2 separate regions of the Mus musculus genome follow, and region 2 is linked to region 1. The links are chromatin contacts, called in public HiChIP or PLAC-seq maps. All regions are on one chromosome and are shown on one strand. The core of a region is the stretch at or near the end of the contact, and the rest is flanking DNA. Distances in the headings are between cores, read along the strand shown.

Region 1 (7,586 bases), core at 1,525-4,024:
TGTAGCCATTCATGCCAAAGGACGTCCATTTTCAATCTCTTTTGTCCTGCTGACTCATCTTTGACTTCAAATGCTGGTTCCTGTTCATATCATTTCAAGCACAGAAGCCTGACCACCCATGGCCTAGACAAGAGCAATGACTCCAACCTGAAATGTCTGCTGTTCCTCCAGTATCCTCCTGGAGAGTCCTCTTCTCACATTTAGTACCAAACCACAATAGGACGAAAACATCCTCTTTCCCTCTCTTCTCACCATTAATCACCCTCAAGCAATGATTCAATCAGTAATTACACATTTGTAATTGGCTCACTTATTTTGCCAAGTGTTGTTTGGATTCATTATGCAGCTCCGACGTGCTGCTGTTGCTCTGTTCCACGTCACAGTGCCTCTCCACTCAGAAGATTATAATTAGCATCCGATTCGATGCCTGATTATTATTGCATTCTACATTCAGACATACGCACTAATAAGTGTATTTGTATATAATTAGATGTTAGTTTTAGTAATGCTTTGTACCATTCCAAAACTATCGGAGTTATGAGTATTTTTAACTTTGGTTCCATAAAGAAGTGAATTACACTGTCATCACATTTTTTTTCCCACAGGGAGCAATGAAACATAGACTCTATTCAATGAAAACGTAAAGAAATGCATCAAATATACATTTTATTTGGTCTATAAAGAGTACATAATTTCATATGAATGGCTTATATATGGTTTATATATCTGTATATAAAGATAGATAGCCATACATGTGTGTGAATATATGTGTGTATGTATATGTGTATATATCTATAAATGTATATACACATATATATATGTATATATACATATATATATATATATATATATATATATATATATATATAACTTTGTATCTTGTTGAACATTCTAGGAAATATGAAGAACCTCATATTTGGAGATACAATTTAATGTAAATTAATATAATCAGTATAAATTAATACTGAATTCCTTCTCTGACTGCTGGCTGAGCCTCAAGTTCTTTAAGTGACAAAATGCCTATTCTAGTGAAATGAGTCCATTCAAGCCACGTTAGATTACACTAAATGGGTTTATTTGCAAGCTGCTCTTGGGGACCCAAAGATCAAGGCCAGGGAAGTCACCATGGGGAGAGAAAAGGGAGAGGAGGCAGAAGAGAAAGAAAGGATGCTCTTGCAGAGAGAGGGAGAGAAGAGAGAGATCAAAATCTCTGCATTATGTAGGGAAGAGTCCCTGGGGGAAGGGCAGCCCAGCCCCTGGACTGGAAAATTCAAGGTTGGGGGCAGGGTATGCCAGTCAGGGACTGAGGGATGCTGGGAGAACCTGCTTTGATATGTAAAATCTGTACCTCAGTCCCTTTTTGGGGGGTGGGGGGTGAAGTTCTGAAACCAAACACAGGCAACAAATGAGAGAATTAGTTTTCCCCTTGAATGAGCCCCCTAATTGATTACCCAACACCAAATGGTATCCCCTCAAATCACATACACACAAACAACACTCAGTGTGTGACAATAATGAAAAAGAGTCCATGAATTTGAAAGGAAGTAAGGAGAGAAACACGGAAAATGTCAAAGGTAGAGGACACAGGAGAGGTTGGAGGGAGGAACGGAGTCTTAGCTGCTTTGTCATTGCTGGGATAAGATGCTATGTTCATGAAAATCATAGAAAAAAAAAGTTTATTTGGGGCTTATGGTTTCATAGAATGAGTCTATGATGGTGGAACAGTGGGAGCAAGAGGCAGGTTTCTGGAGCGATGCTGGAAGCTCACGTCTCAATGAGCAAGCAGGAGAGAGAGAGAGAGAGAGAGAGAGAGAGAGAGAGAGAGAGAGAGAGAGAGAGAGAGAGAGAGAGAGAGAGAGAGAGAGAGAGAACGCAATAGATATGGTGAGATGATTTGAAAACCTCAAACTGGCCCACAGCAAGACTACACCTCTTAATATCTCCCAAACAGCCGCCAAATGGAAGACAAATATTCAAATACATGAGCTTATGTAGTCCTGTTGCCTGTGCTCTGGACAGCTCTCCAAAGGACTCTACCTGCCCTTGGGGGTTGGAACCGAGCTGGTGAAGAATCAATGACACAGAGCAGGTGAGAAACCTGCAGCAAACTCCTTTAATACCCTCCACCCGCGCCCCCATTGGTCCCAAGAAAACACCTCTTCCAAATAGCAGTTCCTGATTGGCTGGCACTCTTTGCATGAGCAATCCTTGGTCTCTCAGCAGTCCTCAAACAGGTCCTCCTGCAGGAGCTGCTTGGGGGCGGAGCGAGGGTGGGATGGCGGGAGGGGGGAGTATGGGGGTGGGGACAGCGTTTACAAAGAGGCAGCCCTGCTGTCCCTGCTACATGAGCCATTCTCATTCAAACCATCACAAAAGGAGGGGGGAAATGAAATGATTATATTTTAATTAAACTTTTTAATTGTTAAGGGAAAGAAAGAAAGAAAGAAAAAAAGAAAGAAAGAACAAAAGAAAGAGTGATTAAAAAAAATACCAGACTTCAACTTTTTGGATTCTACATGCATACAAACGAATCTATTTATATCCATGTATATACATAAGCACACACTCATGAACACACTTACATAAACATGTGCATACATACACACACACATACAAAAAAAACAGAAAAAAAGTTTGGTATTCAATTCATTTTCACTTCCTTTTAGATGTTTTTCCCCCACTAAAATCTGGTTCCTGAGTCCAGGATGATCTTGGCACCCACCACCTACGAGGAACTCTGTTAATGCGGGCAGAACACAATGCCTTCCTGACGGGGCCTGCAGACAACTGCAGTGCTTGTCACTGAGAGACTTCTGGGAGCTTTGTGCTTTCTTCACCCTGACATCTAAAGAAGATGGAAGATCCTTATTTTAAGATTTTTCAAAGATTGTCTGGATCTTAGTCAGAAAGTGTCACAAAGAAAAGAAGAAAAGTTTTAGTGTTTCTGTGTGTTGGGTTTTTTTTTTTTTTTCAAACTCACTTCCTGCCTACCCAAGTAGCAAGCAGGGCCTTGGTGGTTCTGTTTTGAAGTGGCAATTTCTATAACATCCTTTTGAGATAATTATCTGTTTTTGTGGTTTTGAAAGAATACAATAAAACCTAATTTGAATGCAGATGAGATATTAAAACTGAGGGAATTTTTTTTTTCTAATTCCACCTTTGCAATTTACCTTAGGAAAAAAATTCTTTTTGATTTCTCCCTCAAATTTTTATCAATTATCATCAGTGTAATTTCTTAACAAATTAGACCTTTCGTTCCTTTCCTGCTCATTGATTTTCGGTTCATCCAGTTTCCAATTTGATGCATCTCTTTTAAAGAAAACAGGCAGACCATGCCAGGGAATGATCACACGTTCCCCAAAATGAGGTCTTAATTTCAACTATAGCTGTGGACGAGTGAACTACAACCTGAATAAATACAAAACATCTGACCCTTGCAGCGCTGAGATTGGCCAGATCGCAATCAACTGGTACTTCCTTCTTCCTAATTTTAATTCCATTTGAGAATTGCCCGTGATAATTGGACCCAGGTCTCTTCCCAAAGTAACATTATCTCAGAGTTTACAATTTCGTTAACCTCCTGTGATTAGCAAGAGGAGCATGCCAAAGCCCTCACTGATTGCTCTGGGCTGGGACACGTGGCTCCAGCAAGCCTTGCTTGCATGAAAAGTGGCCGACACTGTGTGACCAACCCAAGCTGATGCAATTCCTTCACAGAGAAAGTACAGTAAAGGGTCCCCAGTTAAGTCACAGAACTGCAGGGGAGCCGTCATGCTGGTTTTAAAAATGAAAACCACCAAGTAACTGAGAAATTACTTTGAATAAGTTCAAGTAAAAACCGTAAGTTCAAGAACCATATTAAAACGTAGAGGATCTGGACTTCTCTGATTGAATAAATACCTTCTTAGCTTACTTCATAACCAGAGATGGAAAAATATTAAAATTAAATGGGATAATTACTTTTCAAATCTGATCTAGCGCTCATAAGAACGAAGCAGGAAATTTTAGATAATCACACCTCTAGTCATAAGTAAGTAGCTAATGAAATCTCAAACTGGGAACATTGATTTTTGAAGAGACCTGAGTCAAATTATAATGAGACCAAATATAGAACTAAAATTAGGTAAGAACTCAAGTAACGTTTTAGTAAAATAATCTCATATTTATAGTATGCCTAAAAGGTATGTTAAATGTAATATTGTTTTGATCATTGGTGTGAGAAGAAACATTTAGAATATAAAATCCAGTTACTGCAGAGATGTTTAGAACTCTTTTCTACCTCAGCTTTAAGAAAAAAAAACTTTGAAAATAACTTTCTATTTCTTCCTTAAATATCTTTGAAAATAATAATCGGATGTAAAATAAATTTCTAAAAGTTTAGAGTGCTTAGAGGTTCTGTAAACTTGAAAGGATATTCATAGTGCATCATGAAAATAAAATCTTTCCCCTTATAGCATCTGGGAAAACCCACACAGCAATTCACACAACACAAATCTCTGGAATGGTGGGCTATGTGTCGTTTCCTCTCCTACCATATTATTGAATAGATGGATAATCGCATGCTTGATAGCATGAGAGATGATGCGAATTCTCTAACAGGGTCTCCTATATTCAGGAAAGGTGGAAAGGTGGACACAGGAAACGGCGAGGATGCTAGCCTGCTTTACTGTAGTGATGGCTTCACTAGCCATAGCTACATCATGACGAGCGTGTGAGAGAACCACCCTGCACACCTTCAGTTTACCGTCTTGGGCAGTGGCTCAGGAGGGTGATGGTTAAGGGATTAGGCAGCAAGCGTGAGGATCTGAGGCCAGATTCCCCACAACCTAGGTGAAGCCAGATATAGTATGGCACGCCTGTAATTCTAGTTCTCATACATGGAGGTGAGGACAGAAGATGCCATGGAAGCTCATGTACCAATAGTTTGCCTGACATAGTGGCTCATAACGGTTCAGTCTCAGATGAAGTAGAAGGTGAGAAATGAAACACAAAGTTGTCTTCTGGCCTTTACACGCTTTGTGCCTTAGTAGACATGTGTGTACACGCATGCATACATATATGTATATATGTATAACTTTAAAAGTAACTGAATAAATATTTCTTGAGGGATTTTAAAAACTGGGCTCAGTACTGTTTGGAAATCCTGCTAATTAAGGTCAAAGTCTACCTCTGAACTTGGTACAAAATGGGGGACTCCCCTTTTTCCAGCAGGGCATTCATAGTACTTTAAACTCTAGCCAATGATTTTACATTCACCCTGAAAACTCCTTCCCACTCTCCAAGATTCATATATAGCCCTTGGTGTATAAGGTGTACGCACACCAGCTGTCTTTCTGAAGATTATCTAAGAGAACTGCTCCGTTGGATGTAGTCTAAAAGAGCTATAACATTAAAATCCTCAGAGAAGGCCTTCTTTGGAGAAGGTATATCCCACCCTCCTACCCTCCCATCCCCCCACCCACTCCTAGCCAAACCTGGAGCCTGCAGACCCCACCCATTCCAAACTCTGCTTCATCCTTCCAGCACCTGGTCACTCTGAGGGAGGAAACAGAGGATGCTGAACCACGGCTGGTCCCCAACACGCATACCACACAGTACTAGGCACTACAGAACAGGAACACACGGGTGCACAAAAGAAATCCTTATCCTGTTAGAGTTTGTTATCTACCAGGCTAACACAAACAAAGAATGCTATAAGGGCTGACAACATGGAGAGTGTTAGTTGGCGATAAATGTTTGGTATAAAAATTAAACAAATAGCCAGGCATGGTGGCACACGCCTTTAATCCCAGCACTTGGGAGGCAGAGGCAGGCAGATTTCTGAGTTCAAGGCCAGCCTGATCTACAAAGTGAGTTCCAGGACAGCCAGGGCTACACAGAGAAACCCTGTCTCCAAAAACCAAAAAAAAAAAAAAAAAAAAAAGAAAGAAAGAAATTAAACAAAGAAGCAACATTAGAGATGTCAGGTATAAGTACTGCCTAAACTGTGTGTGTTCAGCAAGGGCATATGTTAGTTGCATTTTTTTCTTAACCCAGCTAGCTCCCAAATAATTGAGAAAAGACTATTTTATTTATTGAACAGCTTTGAGGCACAATGAATGAGCAGTGTTAATCTATTTTAATCCGATAAACTAACCTGGCAAAATCCCTGAGATGCTTGCATTGTGTGACTTTCTCTGTTCCAGATGTTTTTATGATGTTTCGGGGACCCTTTTCTCCTGGCTGAATCTCCACTTCCTTTCTCTCCCTCTCGATCCCCTTGCTGGGAGGAAGTCCAGCCCTATTTTCTCCCTGTTCTGTCGCTGGCTGATCAGCTCTTTATTGACCAATCAGGGAATAACTGGAGAGCAATGTTTATACCACATGGAGGCAGGAGAGTCTCAGAGTAAGGACTACAACCAAACATGGGGACACAGAAGTCAACATTTGAGTAATACAAGAATTATCTTTATATGGGAAACAGTAACATTATGCCTACAGGGAAGGGTAGGATAAACATAGCAGATGGAATTGAGAGGAGATAAACTTAAAGTATGCTGACCATTATAAGACTTGTACTCTGTGTATGATAGAGAACCATTGGGAAGTTTTTGAGCAGAGATCCACTCATACTGTAACAAGATCACTATAGCCATTGTGTTATGGATATAATAAATGCATAGCCAAAGCAAGAAAACCACTTAAGAGGCGAGTCCAGCCATCTAAGAGAGAGATGGTGGTATAAGTCTTCTGGCTACCACTCTACATTTTCATGTACACTTGTGAATATTTTGTAATCATTAATATCATTACATCTACAGGTTGCATCAATAATCACATTCAAGGTGGTTTTAAGACGAGCTGGGGAGGGGGGAATTCTTCCCTCCATCTTAGGTCTTTATTATTCTGTAAACCTTGTACACAAGTCGAGCCAAGTAACTTATTTCCTAAATAGTTCACAAATGTTCCGCACCTGACCCTCAGAGCAGCAGTCTGGTCATAGATCACGCATCACTCAGTTGCTGAACATCTCCAAGGAATCAACAAACATATGGTTGGCTGCACCTGCTCGTGGCTTCACCTGAGGCACTCTTGGGGGAAATCCAGAGATGCTCAAGCCAGACCTCACAAGGAGTTGCCCATATTAAAAGACTGTGTACATGGTAAAAAAAATAAAATAAAATAAACATTCACAATCTCTCTATCAGGCTTCTTAATTATAAAGAAATAAAGTACTAATGAAAACTAGGACTTATAAAGTCCTGATTCTGTGGTTATTAAAAAGCTAAGTGCTCTCTCTCCTTTCTTCCTTTTCTCTTCTCTTCTCTTCTCTCCTCTCCTCTTCTCTTCTCTTCTCTTCTCTTCTCTTCTCTTCTCTTCTCTTCTCTTCTCTTCTCTTCTCTTCTTTTCTTTTGTAAGTTAGGAATAAATTCACTAGCAGAGGAACAGACCAAAAAATGGAACCATGAAGTATAAGATTAGAATTTCAGTCCCGTGGAAAGACTCTGTTGCTGAAGATACCACACACCACGATGACAGGACATGAAAAAGTCAAGTTGATACTTGAGAGGAAACTTCCCTTGCTGGCTAGCTTTCATACTACCAAA
Region 2 (7,586 bases), core at 1,710-4,209, 220 kb after region 1:
CCTGGAGAGAAATTAGACATAATCCATCTGGAAATGACATCACACTAATCTTTGGCTGAAAGAACTGAAAGGCCATTAGACTGAGGCAGTGCTGTTACCCTGCACATCTCTGAGAACAACTGGGAGAGAACCATACACCAGAGACTTAGCCAATCAGAACTTTAGCGGCAGATTTTTCTTTCTTTCTTTTTCCTTTTTTAGTGAGACAGTTTTTCTTCGTAGCCTGGCTGTCCTGGAATTTGCTCTGAACACCAGCCTGGCCTGGAACTTGCAGAGACCTACCTGCTTCTGCCTCTCGAGTGCTGGGATTACAGGCGTGTGCCACCATGGCCTAGTTCCCTGCTTCTAATAGCTGTGTTCTTGTGTGTGTTGCTGGGTGAGACTCAAACATTTTATAGTGTGGTGAGGCCTGGTTCCTGAGTTAGTGTCCACCCAAATAAATAATAGCAGGGGAATGAGCATATAGAGAATATGTATAATATACACTTGCATGAAAATGTCCTCTTATAATGTCATGAACAATAAGTATGCATAATAAAACTAAACAAAACAAAAACCAATAGCTGTTTAAGGGGATGGAAAAGCTAATTTGATTTGAGTATTCTATATTATACACATGCACTATCACTGTAAACTTCACAAATACATATAATTATCTGTTTATTAAAAAAAAAAGAAATACTGTTGCGCATGGGGTGGCATGTGCTTGTGATTCCAGGCCTCAGGAGGACAAGACAGAAGGATCCTGAATTTGAGTCCAGCTGAGGCTACTTTGCAAGACTCTATTTCAAAACAAACAAAATTTTAAAAGTAATAAAAAGGCCAATAATTTTTTTTTTTTTACTACGCTCCACTATAATCATTTGACAGGAACCCCAAGCTAGCAGGAAACCTTTACATCTGTTAATACAACTTGGATGAGTCCAGGAGAAGAATTTATATGGGGCAGAAAATCTTAAGCGGCAGCTAGGCAGAGAGGTTTGAGAACTGTTGGTGGGAGTTACCATGTCATTGGTTGGACAGGTTATTAAGGAGAAAGTGACAGTCTCAAACGATGTGACACATTGGTTCAGTAGGTGTTCTCCCTTGATCCCAGATATCCCAAGGACTCAGAGTCACTCATTACCTCACTTAACACTGAGATTCTTGCAATGGGCCGCTCGGGCATTCTTCTCAGAAGCCCCTGCCAGAGCAGAGTTGCTGCAAAGAGCCGCCTTCCTCTGTCTGGGACCCCCTGAGCAAGGCTCACTACAATCTGGGCCTTGTTCTCAGCCCTAGGGTTCTAGTAGGGAGTGGTAGGCAGAACTCCGGCCTGGAAGTCAGGTTTGCAGGAGGCAGGTAGATCAGAGGGTATGCACACTGGAGGAAGCCAGGCTGGGGTGTAAGAAGTATAGGGAGGGTTCCTATTTCAGTCTGGGAGTCTGGAAGTGAAAGGAACCTGAATGGAGAACTAACTCCCTCAAGGCAGACAATTCCAATCAAGGGAGGCCCAAGGGGGAGGGGTAAGCGTAATGGTGTTTACCCAGAGGAAGGGATACAAGGGTTGGGGGTGGACGGACAATGTGTAGTTAAGACTAGAGCCTTTACTATTTACTAGTCTTACTAGACTTTACTAGTCTTCCTCACTAGCCTTTACTTTGTTACTAAGATGGGACCATGCTTGGTTGCAATAGCCTTTTAGACAAGTCTCTCTTGGCAACCCATCTGGCTTCCTGCCTCAGCCTGGTGAACACTCAGATTGTAGGTCTGTGTCACCACCGAGAGAGAGAGAGAGAGAGAGAGAGAGAGAGAGAGAGAGAGAGAGAGAGAGGCGCTTGGTTGACTCTTGCTCTCCTAGAACCACGCTAGCCAGCTGTGTGAGCATGGGAAGGGGTGACCGGAGGGAGACAAGTTATGGGTCACCTGAAAAATGATCCAGGCAAGAGATGACAGCGATAGAGATGACAGAGATTTGGATTATTCACGAAACGGAGGTGGTAAGGAGTGACTGGGTGTTTTATATACTTGATAAAGCCTTCCTGAAGGGCTGAACTGTTGTTAGTGAGACAAAGCCGTTAGAATGACTCCACGTGTTGAATCTGGGCAATGAAGGAAGTTAGTCACTCTTGAGGTGGTGAAGATGAAGCAAAGAGCTCCTAGTGATGTGGTGTTCTGGGATGGCATTTGGCGATGCCAATGAAGAACTTTTTGGGTTTTTTGGTTTTTTTCTAAGCGTGGTGGTTCGTGCCTTTAATATCAGCCCTTGGGAGTCACAGGCAGGTAGATATTCTGAATTTGAGGCAAGCCAGGTCCACATAGCAAGTTCCAAGTCAGCTAGAGCTCCATAATTGAGGCCCTATCTCTACAAAAGTTTTAATATAGCCCAGGTTTGCCTTGATATCCTCATTCTCCTGCCTCCATGTACCAGTGAGGGAACTACGTGTGTGTGTGTGTGTGTGTGTGTGTGTGTGTGTGTGTGTTAGCAGCTCAGCTTCTTTGGGGAGCTCAGAGGGGAGAAACTCAAGTTAGGAAGCAGAAGGTGCTGCTGTTGCTGGAGGGAATTTCTTAAGAGCAAGGAGAAAGGGGTAGGGAAATCAGAAAACGACCCTCTTGGAAAAGTTTCAGGGCTTTTTGCCCCCCCCCCCCTTTGTTTTTCCGAGACCGAGGTTTCTCTGCATAGCCCTGCCTGTCCTAGAACTCATCCTGGAGACCAGGCTGTGTTCAAACCCAAGAGATCAGCCTGCCTCTGCCTCCTGAGTGCTGGGATTGAAGTTGTCCGTCACCATTGCCTGGCTAGGACTTTTGGTCTTATCGAGGTTCTGTGGCGATGAGGAAAGTGTGGTCCCCTCAGGCTGTGGGGACGGAACCAGCGGAAGCTGGATCACTGATCTCTAAATGGGGGCCCCAGGCTTGGAGCAACCAAATCAGCTTAAGCTTGTTACAGACGCAGGGCCCCTTCTGCAACTGATGAGTCACAAGCACTAGAGATAAGGTTAGAGATCGAGAGCTGGGAACCCTTCAGGAGCTTGCTATGCACACTGGGGCCCACAGGACTGCGGTAATAGGGTCAGTGACAAGGTTGTCAATGTTTAAAAAAAGAGAAGACATTGATCTTTTTAAAAAAGAGAAGTGTCTTTATTGTTTGAAGCATAAAAAAGAGGAAACAAAAGTTGGCATTACATTTCATTTTTTTTTATGTCGTCTTCTCAATGAAGGTATAAAAATACATGGCCACTTAGTTTTGTGAGCTGGGAAAAATGTCAAGATGGTTACACTCACAGGACAGAGAAGGCACTTACAACACACAGGAGACAGAAGAGAAAAGCAGCTCAGAGGCACAAAACCGAAACCGCTTGGAGAACAACCTCTCCATTCCCACACCATTGTTTCTCCATTTTTCTGTACACAGATGGCATCTGCCCCTGCTACACAGCCGTGCCGGCCTTTGTTCTGTGTGCCCAGAGCCAGCTGCCTTGAATTTGCCTTTTTTTTTTTTTAACTTTGATTTCCATTTTGTTTAAGATAGAGAAACGTTCTTAACTTGTGTTCAAGATCTTTTAGAATGCCTGACCCATTTTCATTTCAAATCACAATTCATTAAACTAAAATAGACGATGCACTTTTTTTTTTCCTAAATAAAAATGCACTTATTTCAGCCACCAGAATCACCTTAAGCAATAATACATGTGATTCATGTGTGCATCCTTTTCATCATTTTGGCTTTTTAGCGTACTGAAAGCACACAGGCATAATCTCTGTGAGCTGTGGCCACAGGTTCAGTATGACCCAGACCACTCAGTGTGTTCACCTGTAACACCAGAGATGCGCACGTCCCATGCAGTTCCCACCAGACAAGGAAAACGCCTGCCTTGTCACGTGAGCACGCTTGCTAATCACAAGCAGCTGATTCTTGCTGTGGCAATACTGAGGGAGGGAGCATGGTTTCAAGGCAGACTCTTTTTGACCTGAAAGAACTACGAGCCAGCTCAGTTTTCTACATCTCAGATGCTATCTGAAAGCAAGCGAATGGTTTCCCCTCAAGGCTGTGCTCACCTAAGAAACACATTCATTACCTTCAGGAACTGCCTGGGCATGGTCATTCTGCGATGGTGCAACAATAAAATCTAGAGGTCCGCTTACTTTCCTGGTGGGGATCTGCATGTTAAATAAAAGCTGACATTTCAAATAATATGGGGGAGGGGGGAAATGGGGTGATTAAAATGTTCATAACTTTATTACTGCAATTAGACCTGGGAGGAGCATAACTTGATCCTTGACATTGATTTGTGTGTTTAAGTCAGTCCCTGAGAATGCCTGGAACCTTTTCGGTTTCGTTGCTCACCCTCTGAAGAATCGGTTAGTGCGTGGCAGGGGTGTGGAAGGCCTCGGCTACCTCCAGAGTGTGTGAGCCCGTCTTCTGGCGACTGACCTGACCTCGCTCACGGCCCTCCCTGCTCAGCTCTTCTGTTGGACAGCGCTGAAAAGCTTTTGCTGATTCTCAAGGCAGTCTCTCAGCTTATCTTCTGTCAAAGACAGTCGCTGCTCCAGAATTGAAACAGTCTGCAAACAAAACAACAACAACAACAAAAAAACAACGGCGTCAGAGCCTGAGACCCTGCTCATGAGGGGGACAGTAAGCGCACCTCCATATGAGGCTCTTGTAGGGCCTGGATATCAAACACCTGGCCCCAAACTGGCTAAAAAAAACCGAGCCTGCCTGCAGAGCAAAGCACTATCAGTTATGGAGGAAACTAAAAGAAAACCACCCAACCCAACCCAACCCAACCCAACCCAACCCAACCCAACCCAACCAAAACCCCAACCAAAAACCTGCCGAATATGAAGAAAGAGGGCTCTGAGCCCAGGCCTCCGGAGAATATCCTTGCCTATGGTCTAAAAACTCAGGGTCAGAGATGAAGTCATCCCCAGTCCTCTAAGCCATACAGGTTAAAGCACACGTTCCCGGTGTAGGCACTACTGACGTGTTACCAGTGGCCACTTTGTCACAGTCCACCCTGTAGTGGCCATCCTTATAGCATTACAGAAAGGTGGAAGGGAGACTGCTACACAAACACCATGGCTGCCACCAGCTTGGCAGGAGGACTGATGAATCAGGAGTGTCTTAGGCTGCTGGACACACAGGACACAGTGGACTGAGGTTCTCCTAACTCCTTCAGCATAGAACGACGTGTGCGTGTAATAATACCGTCACACTGTAGATGTTAAACTTGGGAAAAATAATTGTGTTGTTGACCAGACTTTTATAGCTTTAAAAAAAGATTTATTTATTTTATGTATATGAGTGCTCTGTCTGCTGCACTCCAGCAGAGCTCATCAGAACTAATTATAGATGGTTATGAGCCACCATGTGGATGCTGGGAATTGAACTTAGGACCTCTGGAAAAGCAGTCAGTGCTCTTAACCTCTGAGCCATCTCTCTAGCCCTAGCTTTTCTTAAAAAAAAAAAAAACAAACAAACAAAACAAAAAACAAACCCCCCTTTTTATTATAAACTGAAATGTAGACCAGGAAGCCACATGAAACTTGCATGTTGCATGGTAAGTCTTCCTAAGAGACCAGCTGACATTCCCAGCCACATCCAGAACTTTCTGAGTGGCTTCCACGGTTTCATCCCGTACCCTCCTTTATGCCCAGCTTTAAATCACCGGCTCACTTATGGTTTTAATTCCCAAATGGTCACACCTCTCCCTTTTTCTTGACTCTCAACCACTAGCAGGCTCGGGCCGTTTGTCTATCCGTGACATTTATACTGATCTGTACTGCAGGGACTACCCAGTTAGCACACAGCTCAACCTGTCGTCTGAGGTGGCAGCAGGTGATCTATCTCCTCATGAGAGGGCACAGTGAAAGTGCCCGGTGTCTCCCCTTCAGGGATGTTCACTGACTAGTCACTAGGGAGTGGAATGATAACTTAGCACTAAAATTCTTAGTTTGTGTACTTAGTTGGTGTAAATAAGAGGGGTTTTCAGTTTTGTTGTTCGTATTTTTTGTTTTTCGAGAAAGGGTTTCTCTGTATAGTTCTGGCTGTCCTGGAACTCACTCTATGTAGACCAGGCTGGCCTCGAACTAACAGAGATCTGTTTGCCTCTGCCTCCTGAGTCCTGAGATTAAAGGTGTGCACCAGCACTGCCAAAATAAGTAAGTGTTCTTAAAAGGGGGAGAGACAGAGGGGGTGGAGGAGAAAGAGGGGAAGAGGAAGGAGGGAGGGAGGGAAGAGAGGGGGAGGGAGGGAGAATTCGCTTATTGATGGACTACTTAGTCATCTAGTAATAGGGTTCATACAGGAAAGGCAAACAAGATAAATGTCAAGATAAGGAAGTGACTGTCCTTCCTTCCTTCTTTGAAGGTAACAGTCATCATTTAAAAGCTTTCGCTTTCATATTCCATAGAACAATTCATCATTATATAAAGATAATCATGATGCTGATATTTTCTTAAATGTCTATTATGTACCAAGTAACTTGTCAGATAGTTATTACAGTTATACATGCTAAAGTTGTTGATGTGTGCATTATATTATCTTTGATTATACTTCCTCTATCAGCCCCCAAGTCTACTTGACTTTGCCTCTCTCCTCTCTCTGTAATATAGTTAGACATCCTGCAGCTTAGGTGATGGCTTGGAACACATTTGCTTTACTTGTGACTTGCCTAGACAGACTTCTTTTCTTCTGCAGGCATGCTCTGCCTTGCCTTCAATCCCTTAATATATAAAAGGAAATGAACTCCTTAAGGTTAACCATAACACACCCAAAGGGGAATTTAGTGAGACAGAAAGTGGTCCATTAACTGTGAACCAGGTAGAAAGGTGGGGGGAGGGGGAGGGGTAGAGGGGGAGGGGCAGAGGGGGAGGAGGAGGGGGAGGGGAGGACTCAGTTGGAGAGTCCTAAAGAGGACTTGACTGAGTAGTAACAGGAAGGAAGTCCTGTCAACTAAAATTGAATCTGGCATCTGAGAGGTTAACAGTTTCTAAAGGGAAGGATGTCTGGTAAACACAGGTGGGTCACCTGTAGCACACAATGTTAAAGTGAAAACACGTGAATTTAGTATGATTTTTAGTGAACAAATAAGACTGCAAAGTCTCACACGGGTCTTTCACACTGTATGACAGAACTCCACAACCATAGGCACGTAACTTCCAGGGCCCTGAGGTGACATCTTCTCTAGTTTTTACAAAGAAAGGTTTTACTCCAGAGAAAGGAAATGGAGCCTGTGGAAGTGAGACCTGGGCACTGCCTAAGCTCCAGCACTCCAGTGACAGGGGCAGAGCTAGAGCTGCGACCAGAGGTGATGTCCACGCAGGAGCCTCTGAGATTGAACTAGTCACTCTGGGCAAGAGGCTGGCCCTGCTCTTTCTCCCGTGCTCACCTCTTGCTCTGTGTAACTCGTGGCCAGTGTGTGCACTTAACAATGCTGCACACAGCAAAGCATAAGTGTGCAGAAGGAAGAGGGCCACAAAGGCAGAGGGAGCACTACTGCTGTCTCCGCTCCAACACAAGACTTCCCTTATATACATTAGGTCCATACCTCCCAAGACCTGGGAGGTTTTTAGTACAGTATTTCATGTCTATTATTATTCTTTGTTTT

Evidence for each region. HiChIP or PLAC-seq counts read pairs in DNA pulled down with a chosen protein or histone mark.
Region 2: a contact with region 1 is called in a CTCF HiChIP or PLAC-seq map of pro-B cells, with 6 times the contacts expected there. The contact joins two enhancer-like sites. A contact is called at or near these places in 8 of 39 promoter capture datasets (the C10 cell line, the HPC-7 cell line, liver and 4 more), 4 of 15 datasets of contacts at CTCF or cohesin (CD8 T cells, embryonic stem cells and pro-B cells), 42 of 484 Hi-C or Micro-C datasets (8-cell embryo, B cells, CD8 T cells and 12 more), 9 of 115 datasets of contacts at active chromatin or transcription factors (the 230-238 cell line, T-cell acute lymphoblastic leukemia, embryonic stem cells and 2 more) and 2 of 9 other capture datasets (adipose tissue and embryonic stem cells).

Annotation. Positions count from the first base shown.
Region 1 is chr10:99,412,434-99,420,019 of GRCm38.p6, reverse strand. No RefSeq gene overlaps it. Among named protein-coding and RNA genes, the nearest start is that of Gm34983, 44 kb to the left of the region's middle. Within about 2 kb of position 2,774, at least 37 of the 459 cell types and tissues checked have an H3K27ac peak or open chromatin away from gene starts, as enhancers often do. A contact at or near this core is called in CD8 T cells, the N1E-115 cell line, microglia and 2 more, where this site is marked.
Region 2 is chr10:99,193,579-99,201,164 of GRCm38.p6, reverse strand. It overlaps Poc1b (POC1 centriolar protein B), which reads right to left. Exons shown (of 12, transcript NM_027740.7): 12 at 3,091-4,539. The coding sequence ends at 4,435. Among named protein-coding and RNA genes, the nearest start is that of Gm34574, 35 kb to the left of the region's middle. Within about 2 kb of position 2,959, at least 89 of the 459 cell types and tissues checked have an H3K27ac peak or open chromatin away from gene starts, as enhancers often do. A contact at or near this core is called in CD8 T cells, the N1E-115 cell line, microglia and 2 more, where this site is marked.